Linked DNA regions of Mus musculus: all the other regions are linked to region 1. The links are chromatin contacts, called in public promoter capture Hi-C maps. All regions are on one chromosome and are shown on one strand. Each heading gives the region's core, a stretch centred on a gene start, on an enhancer-like site or on the middle of the called end of the contact. The rest is flanking DNA. Distances are from core to core; before and after follow the strand shown.

What was found. Promoter capture Hi-C pulls out the DNA fragments that hold promoters and counts their contacts.
Region 2: a promoter capture Hi-C map of pre-B cells shows a contact between it and region 1, with 2.4 times the contacts expected there. The contact joins the promoter of Cyp17a1 here to the promoter of Elovl3 in region 1. A contact is called at or near these places in 1 of 39 promoter capture datasets (pre-B cells) and 1 of 9 other capture datasets (liver).
Region 3: a promoter capture Hi-C map of pre-B cells shows a contact between it and region 1, with 2.8 times the contacts expected there. The contact joins the promoter of Borcs7 here to the promoter of Elovl3 in region 1. A contact is called at or near these places in 2 of 39 promoter capture datasets (pre-B cells and stem cell-derived epiblast-like cells) and 1 of 115 datasets of contacts at active chromatin or transcription factors (pancreatic cancer cells).

What each region holds. Positions count from the first base shown.
Region 1 is chr19:46,130,495-46,133,194 of GRCm38.p6, forward strand. It overlaps Elovl3 (elongation of very long chain fatty acids (FEN1/Elo2, SUR4/Elo3, yeast)-like 3), which reads left to right and starts at 1,405. Exons shown (of 4, transcript NM_007703.2): 1 at 1,405-1,679; 2 at 2,630-2,700. The coding sequence starts at 1,576.
Region 2 is chr19:46,671,747-46,674,446 of GRCm38.p6, forward strand. It overlaps Cyp17a1 (cytochrome P450, family 17, subfamily a, polypeptide 1), which reads right to left and starts at 1,254. Exons shown (of 8, transcript NM_007809.3): 1 at 801-1,254. The coding sequence starts at 1,097. The region is part of intron 1 of Gm41857 (predicted gene, 41857); the gene reads left to right. It also overlaps the pseudogene Gm6967. RefSeq lists a promoter at 1,122-2,171 and a cis regulatory region at 1,395-1,494.
Region 3 is chr19:46,688,641-46,691,340 of GRCm38.p6, forward strand. Borcs7 (BLOC-1 related complex subunit 7) reads left to right here and starts at 1,266. Exons shown (of 5, transcript NM_025563.3): 1 at 1,266-1,445. The coding sequence starts at 1,308.

The DNA.
Region 1 (2,700 bases), core at 155-2,654:
GTGTGTACATGTGTGTGTATGTGGTAGTGTGTCTGTGTGTGTATGTGGTGTGTGTGCCTGTATTTGTGTCTCCATGTATGTGTGTGTGTATGTGTGTGGTGTGTCTGTAGGAATTATTTCTTTGAGACACTCAGTCTTTCAGTGAACCCAGGGTTTGTGATTTTCCCCTAGGCTGGCAGCCTGGAAGCCCCAACAGTCTTGTCTCTGTTCCCACATACAGTGGGCAGGACAGGGTGCAGGCTGGTTATGGGGTGTTAGGTTCTGCACTCGGGTCCTAATGCTTACACGAGTGCTCATAGTCACTGAGTCAGCTCTTCACCACCTCAAATAGTTCTTAGTTTTCTTTGCACTTGTTCTATAGATCCCCATCTCCTCTCAACTGTTTTCAAGCCTTCTGGTTTTCCTTCACTTTCTTAAAGCCAAGAAAGAAACAAGGGACAGCCAGGTAAAGGCTTCCCAGTTTCTAAGTATTTTTTGTTCACTGGGACTAGATGCCTTGGTGAAGGAGCAGATTCAATTGGATACGTTCAGACTGGGAAGGGGAACTGTAAGCCTAAGGAAGTTCACTGGGTCACCACCTACTTTAAACCCTTCCAGGCTTCTCCTGCACCTGAGGACAAGGAGCCCAGAGGGTGACCCCATTTTTCTCTCCAACATTTTTACTGGGCGTCAGACGAGACAGTTCCGGAAACTATAAAGAAACTGTAACAGCCTGAATTGCCGCCTCCTCAAATATTAACAACAACAACCCAACAGTAAAATTCATTACATCCATTCCCCTCCTCCTACAAGCACAGATCCAAAGACAGAAGTGGTCAGAGCCGTCTTCCTTATGGTCCAGCTTGGTCTTCCTTATTCCAGCCTGGGTTTCCCAAGGAAACTGTCGACCCCATATCTGGAAGTGTGCACCAGAAGCCAAGAGTCCCTCCGCTTGCTCGTCAGGGCCAAGTAGGTGAAGATTAACGCAAAAGGAGGCAGAGGCTACAGGTGACTGTGTCAGAGGTAGACTGGTCTGCCTGGGTACTCGGTGAAATCAAGGATTGGGGCGCGGGGGGGGGGGAGGGGGGAGGGGGTGTGCTTATGAGTCAACCTAGAGCAGCTGGTGGAATTTAGAAAGAAAGAAAGAAAGAAAGAAAGAAAGAAAGAAAGAAAGAAAGAAAGAAAGAAAGAGAAAGAAAGGAAGGAAGGAGGCGGGTGGGGGGAACGGATTTGGGGCAAACTTGGTTCTTAGGGGAGGTGCCCCTGAGACTGATCAGTCAGAGAGGAGGAGGTCCAGGGGCGGGACAGAGATGTCCCTTGGCTAAGATTGGATAACTGCTGAGGGCGGGAGCTGGCCTTGCACCGCCTGGGTTCCCAGTTTAGTAATTGGGGATATATATACGGCAGGCACGGTCACTGCAGCGCGAGCGGGCTGGTTAGCAGCGCACGTGCCAGGCTCCGGGGCCCTTCTGCTTATACACAATTTCTTTCTGTCCTGGGTTTCTTCGTCCCTGAGACCCACTCCATCTTCTACTTCTTTGGCTCTCGCCCAGCTCCCTACCCCAAGCTCTGTAACTCGTCGTCTGCAAAATCGAAATGGACACATCCATGAATTTCTCACGCGGGTTAAAAATGGACCTGATGCAACCCTATGACTTCGAGACGTTTCAGGACTTAAGGCCCTTTTTGGAGGAGTACTGGTGAGACCTGGTGATGGGGAAGGACCAACTGCTTTGAGGGAAATGGAGACAGGGAATGAATGCCTGTAAAGTCTCCGACGACGCGCCCGCCCCGGTACTAGCTCCGATTCCCCTGCCCCGCCCCCTCTTTTAAGATACCCCTTTAAGAGATTAGCTCTAGAAGAAAGGGCTCAGAAATGAGAAGTTGGAGAGAGGGATGTGGGAGGAGACAAAAACAAAGGGAAAAAATGGGAACTATAGCTGAGGAGAGATTGACCGGAATGAAGCGGTTTTTTTAGTTGACTCTCAGAGAGAGACAGAGAGGCACACACAGACACAGACACACAGACACATACACAGACACACACACACACACACACACACACACACAGAGAGAGAGAGAGAGAGAGAGAGAGAGAGAGAGAGAGAGAGAGAGAGAGAGAGCCCGAGAGCCCAAGCGAGCCTTCCTGTGTGGGCACCTAGGATTAGCGTGTCCCACACACAATTATCATGTTCCCTTAGTGTGTCATCTTCTCTGATGTCAAGATAACACAAAAATGGGAACCCTGTCAAAGCTTTCCTGAGGCTTTCTGTCTTAGCCCTAAATCGTCCCAGACGTGTTTGGTGGGGTGACTTTGTTGTTCAATCTCGTCTTGCCATAAGTCAGTCAGATGTTGCTACACTATCTTACACCACAGGTTTGGACAGAGTAGTTCTTGGCTGGGGGCAGACAACTGTCACCTTCATTGAGACCTCATTGACAAAGTCATAATTACAGAAATCTCAAATGTGCCCTGTGCTAGGTACTTTAGATCTGTGAATACTGCCAAGGCACCCCACTACCCCATAAAGATAAGGAAACCAAAGCATCATACTGCTGAAGCTCTAGTATAAAGGAGCCCCTTTGGGAGATGAGCGGGCATTCTTTTAAGCAACGCCCACTGTGAATCCATCTGTTTTCTGCCCTCCAGGGTAAGCTCATTTCTCATAGTGGTCGTCTATCTGTTGCTCATCGTTGTTGGCCAGACCTACATGAGAACGC
Region 2 (2,700 bases), core at 4-2,503, 540 kb after region 1:
GCAAGACCAGGCTGCCCTCAAACCCAGAGATTTACCTGCCTCTGCCTCTGCCTCCCAAGTGCTAGCCTTAAAGGCGTGTGCTGCCGTCACCTGGCCCAGTTTATTCCTTTGCTTCTGAGAGGAACCCAAACCTGAGAGAGCCTGGCAGTTGGGCAGCCACGCTGGCTGACCAGCGCATGGAAAAGGAATTTGTTTTGGCCTGTTAAAAGCTGAGGCTGGTCGTCCTCTATCGGGGTACCCAGGGGAACACTTGCAACAGGGTCATGGGAGCACAGGTGGTGTTTGTAGGATGGCTACTCAACAGTCAGCACAAATGAGAACAGATGCCCCAAGATACTACTGTATGTCCCTGTCCCTTGTCCCCTCTCCCCCTGTAATATTCCCCCAGCTATCTGTGAGCCAAAGCCATATAAGAGAAACTGCAGTCCTAGCCCTCCATGATGCCAGCCGCTTCTCCAAGCATCTTCTGGTGGAGGATGCAATCACTGCCCTATTTCCCAACAATGTCACACTTATAGAGAACTTTAGCTCTGGGTCTGGGCTAAAGGCTTTGCCTGGATATTCTAGAATGATTATCGTATCATAGAGGGGAAGGTGAGTGGCATACAGGCTTCTCAGCTCTGCAGGTCCCTGCACCATCTTGCTAGACAAGCCATTCAAGGGTTTTCCCGTTAATTCCTCCTTCCCAGTTTAGAGGTTCGGTAGGGTCTTGAGGGAGCAGTCCCACAAGTCTGATTTTGAAAGAAATAAGAACTGTACAACCCCAGGGACCGAGGAAGAGGAGGGTTGGCACTGCTTACCATCTGGGGCCGACCAGAGAATTCTTTCCCCTTCTTCACGAGCACTTCTCTGGCCAGCTGATAGTGACCGACAATCACTGCAGTTGTGGTACCCAGGCGAAGAGAATAGATGGGACCATACTTTTCCTGCAGCTTGAAGAAGTTGGCATGCATATGACCACGTCTGGGGAGAAACGGTAGACTACCCACCAGGGGCAGGAATGGAAGGCTCCTGGGGAACTTGGCATTAGGTGTCTTTGACTTGGGCCAAAAGAAATAGGCCAGGATGAGCAGCAAGAGACCCACAAGTTCCCACATGGCAGCCAGGTGTAGGCAGATGGCCAGCTGTGGAGTGGAGAAGCTACAGCAATTTCAGCAGAGAAGGAGAACTTTTAAAAGGCGTTTCTGATTGTCACCTTGAAGACGTGTTATCTCTTGGCCTGCAGAAGTTTATCCTGGAGTGTCTCCAAGCCTGAGTCCTCACCCAGAAAAGGGAGAGGAGAGGGAATTTGGCCTCCACAAGGGCTGGCTCAGATTAAGGACGAACTCCTGGAGGAGGAGCTGGCTAAAGAGCAGAGAGTTGGTCATCTCCCTGGGGCTTCTGCGCTATGGATCCTCCCAGAGGCAAATGCTATCAGATTAAGATCAAGGTTTCAGAGTGCGTGCTGTAATGTCAAAAGTGCTGCACAGTTAATAATTAATGTCATCAGGTTGCAGCTAGCCAAAGCTGTCAAAGAGACTTCAGTCTTATTATCTGATAGTTGAGGAGAGAGAGGTCTTTTAGGGTTAGTTTGCATAAGGTCACACAAGGCAGTGATGATAAGAATCCAGAAGTCATAGGCTTTCAGGTACACAGAACATCAGCTCAAGGGCCATTGCAGGTCTCTGTTCAAATAGCTTGGTTACTTTCTAGGTACATTCTCTTGAATGGGCTATTTAATATTTTCTGGAAATAAATGATTTTGTCATGTTACTATGTATAAAACGTAAAATGCATCATTTAAAATACTTTAACTAAGAGCTGGAGAGATGGCTCAGCAGTCAAGATGCCTCGTTGCTCTTCCAGAAGACCCAGGTTAGATTCCCAGCACTGACATGGTAGCTCACAACTTTCTGTACCTCTGGTTCCAGGAAAGCACCTTCTGGCCCCTGAAAGCACCCCCAACACACACGGTCTGCATACATACATGCAGGTAAAACACTCATGCCTATAAAATAATAAAACACTAGTTAAAAATCATATAAAATATCTAACTAGTATCTTAAACACAAAAATTACAGAGTAACATTTTAATTGTCATTTTAAAAATTTATTACATTTGAGCCATCTCTCTGCCTCTTTAATCATTTTTAAAGGTACATTTTAGGGACGGCAATGCCAATACTCAGCTGTAATCCCAGCAGACACAGGAGGGTTGGGCCAGCCTCAGTTTCATAGGAAGTCTGAAGTCACCCTGGGCTATAAAACACTATGGCCCACTCAAGATCAACAGCAAAAGTTTACATTTTAGGCGTATATATATATATATATATATATATATATATATATATATATGTATTGTGCAGCGAATTTTATTGATGGTATTCAAGAGGGTAGGGAGGGCTCCCTAGGCCCCTCCTGTTATTATGGGGGTCTGGGATGGAAATTGTGAGGGAGATGCTCAGAGTTGGGCTAGGGACTCCTCAGCAACCGAGGGCCTCTCTCTTGCTCTCAGTGTCCTTGCTGGGGTGGGTGGTCCAGGGTTTCTTACTCCTTGAAGGCCATGTAGGCCATGAGGTCCACCACCCTGTTGCTGTAGCCATATTCATTTTCTTACCAGGAAATGACCTTTACAAAGTTGTCATTGAGAGCAATGCCAGCCCCAACACCAAAGGTGGAAGAGTGGGAGTTGCTATTGAAGTGGCAGGAGACAACCTGGTC
Region 3 (2,700 bases), core at 16-2,515, 560 kb after region 1:
AGGCACATACTTATAAATAAAATAAAAATAAGAAATAAACTATAAGTAAACAAATGTACAGAAAGCAGAGCTGACCTACAGTAAAATTTTGTTTGAATTTTTTTTCTTTTTCCTCTTTTTTAAAGATTTATTTATTTTATTTAGGTGAGTACACGGTAGCTGCCTTCAGATGCACCAGAAGAGGACATCAGATCCCATTACAGATGGTTGTGAGCCACCATGTGGTTGCTGGGAATTGAACTCAGGACCTCTGGAAGTGCAGTCAGTGAGCCATCCTCCAGCCCAAGAATTTTCTTGGATGAACTTTTTTTTTTTAACCAACCTCTACAGACTCTCAATTTAGGATTTTCAAGTTCCTATTGCTATCCACTTCTTTCAGAGGTCCCAGTGTACATCATTTGACTCCATTGCTTTGGGATTATGGCACCACAGTGCACCATGTGGTGGAGGGTTGTTCACTCCAAGGTCGGGATGGAAAGAGAGACAAAAAGGGACCAGGATCACAATATCCCTTCAAAGGGTATACTCCAGGGACCTAACATCATAGTAGGACTTGCTTCCAAAGTAATTATAAGCAGAGTTTTAATTAAAAGGCTATTCATAAATACAAACTACTAATGATTAAAAAAAAAAAAAAAAGCCAGGTGGTGGTGGCACACATAGATGGATCTCCGTGAGTTTGAGGCCAGCCTAGTCTACAGTCAGGACTACACAGAGAAACCCTGTCTTGAAAACACATACGCACACACACACAGAATTTAATGATGTTGACATTTCTTTACCTTAGTCATTTGAATTTCATTTTCTTTGGCCTGTGCCCTTTGCTAATTTCAATAAAATATGTTAGAATTGAACAGGGTCTCTATTTTATTTTATAGATATTTTATTTTATAGATGTGGTCTCATGTATCACAGGTCGGCCTCCACTTGCTATACAGCCAAGAAAGACCCTGAACTTCTGACAGAGTTGTATTAATGTGCCTAGGTAACGCAGTGCTGGCCCTAAAACAGATAACAGAAGACACAGGGGTTGAGTAATTTGTAGCCACATCACTCCTTGGGATGCTATCCAGATCTTCTGACTCTAAACTAGAGATTCACCTAAATTATATTCTATCCCCTCCAGGGTAGCCTGCCTAAACGGTATCCTCCTTCCATGTCCATCAACTGAACATTTTAAGTAATTTTAGTAAGCAGTTTGAGCTAAGCGCATGCGGTCCTTCCTCTTCGCACGATTGGACGGTTGCGTCTCTTTTGGCCCCAGGGACTCGCCGTCGTCCGGCTGCGGGTGATCGCTAGTTGAGGTGATGGCGACTGGGACGCCGGATTCGCAAGCCCGATTTGGTCAGTCCGTGAAGGGGCTTCTCACGGAGAAGGTGAACACCTGTGGCACCGATGTAATCGCGCTCACCAAGCAGGTGCTGAAAGGCTCGCGGAGCTCCGAGGTGAGCGGGGCGTGGGCTCCCCGGGCCCAGTCCTCCTCCCAGCGCTGGCTCCGGGAGAGGCGGCGCATTGCATCCTGGGGAGTGTAGGCTTTTGGCCCAGGCGCGTGTTGCATTCTGGGTGAGTTTCTTCAGTTTAGGTTGAATGCTTGTAGTTGGAAGAGATGATGGGTGGGAAGGGGAGAAGCACAGGCGGGCAGATGAGCTGCGGCTCCTACACAGTGCCTGTTTGTGTTCATGGGCGTCTGTAGTGAACATCAGTCGCTTTTCGAATCTCGGCTTGGCGATGGCCTCAACTTCCAAGATTTCTTACACCTCTCTCTTTGTGGGTTTATTCTTTATATTTCTGGCCAAGCTCTTCACTGTTTCCTAGACAAGCTTTTTCTTTTGCCCTACCATCTCCTCCCCCTTTCTCCATCCTCCATCCGATTCTATGAATGGAATGATTTGATGACACGTACACGCTGCTTGTTGAGGTCGTTATCTGCCCTAGAGAAACCGTGTGCCCACACAAAGACACGTACATGTTCATACACTTTTCCTCATGAGACAACTCACACGCTCATGGACAGGTAAACGGGCATATGAGATGCAATGACCTCGTCTTTGGTATGTATTTACTAATGGAAAATTAAACGTATGGCGGTGCCTAATGGGCACACCTTAGTCTGAGCTCTCAAGAGACCTGGGATACAGAAGGGACTGCTTAGAAAACTTCCAATTTCACCTTCCTTAGTAACCCCTACCTTAGTAACCCTTCGGCAAGTGGTTACCGTTTCCAACTTAGTTTTCATAGGAACGGCACCTGCTTTCCTATGTAGTTGCAATAATGACACACTATGTTCTCAGGCCTTTGGATCTGTGCATGGATGTTCACAACATCTGACTTATATTACTTTAAACCTGCAGTGTAGCAAGAGCTGGCTTTCACTGACAGTGGCTGCAAAACAAAATAAAAATCCCATTACAAGAAGTGCTCGCCCTTACTGTATAACAGCTGTTGACATTGCTGACCTGATGATCTCTGGTGACATGTTTTGCATGTGGTCCCATCTGACACGTTGCTTTTAGGAATCTGTGTCAGGGGAAAGTTTGAAGAAATTAAAGAATTGTTATATTGCTTTTTTTTTTGCAGATATAAATTATGCAAATCATGGTTTCACCATTTGACACTTTATCATGGTTGCACAGAGTTCCTGGGTCGTTTTTTGTTGGCAGTCAAGTTGACTTTCCTTTCTTTTTTTTTTTTTTTTTTTTT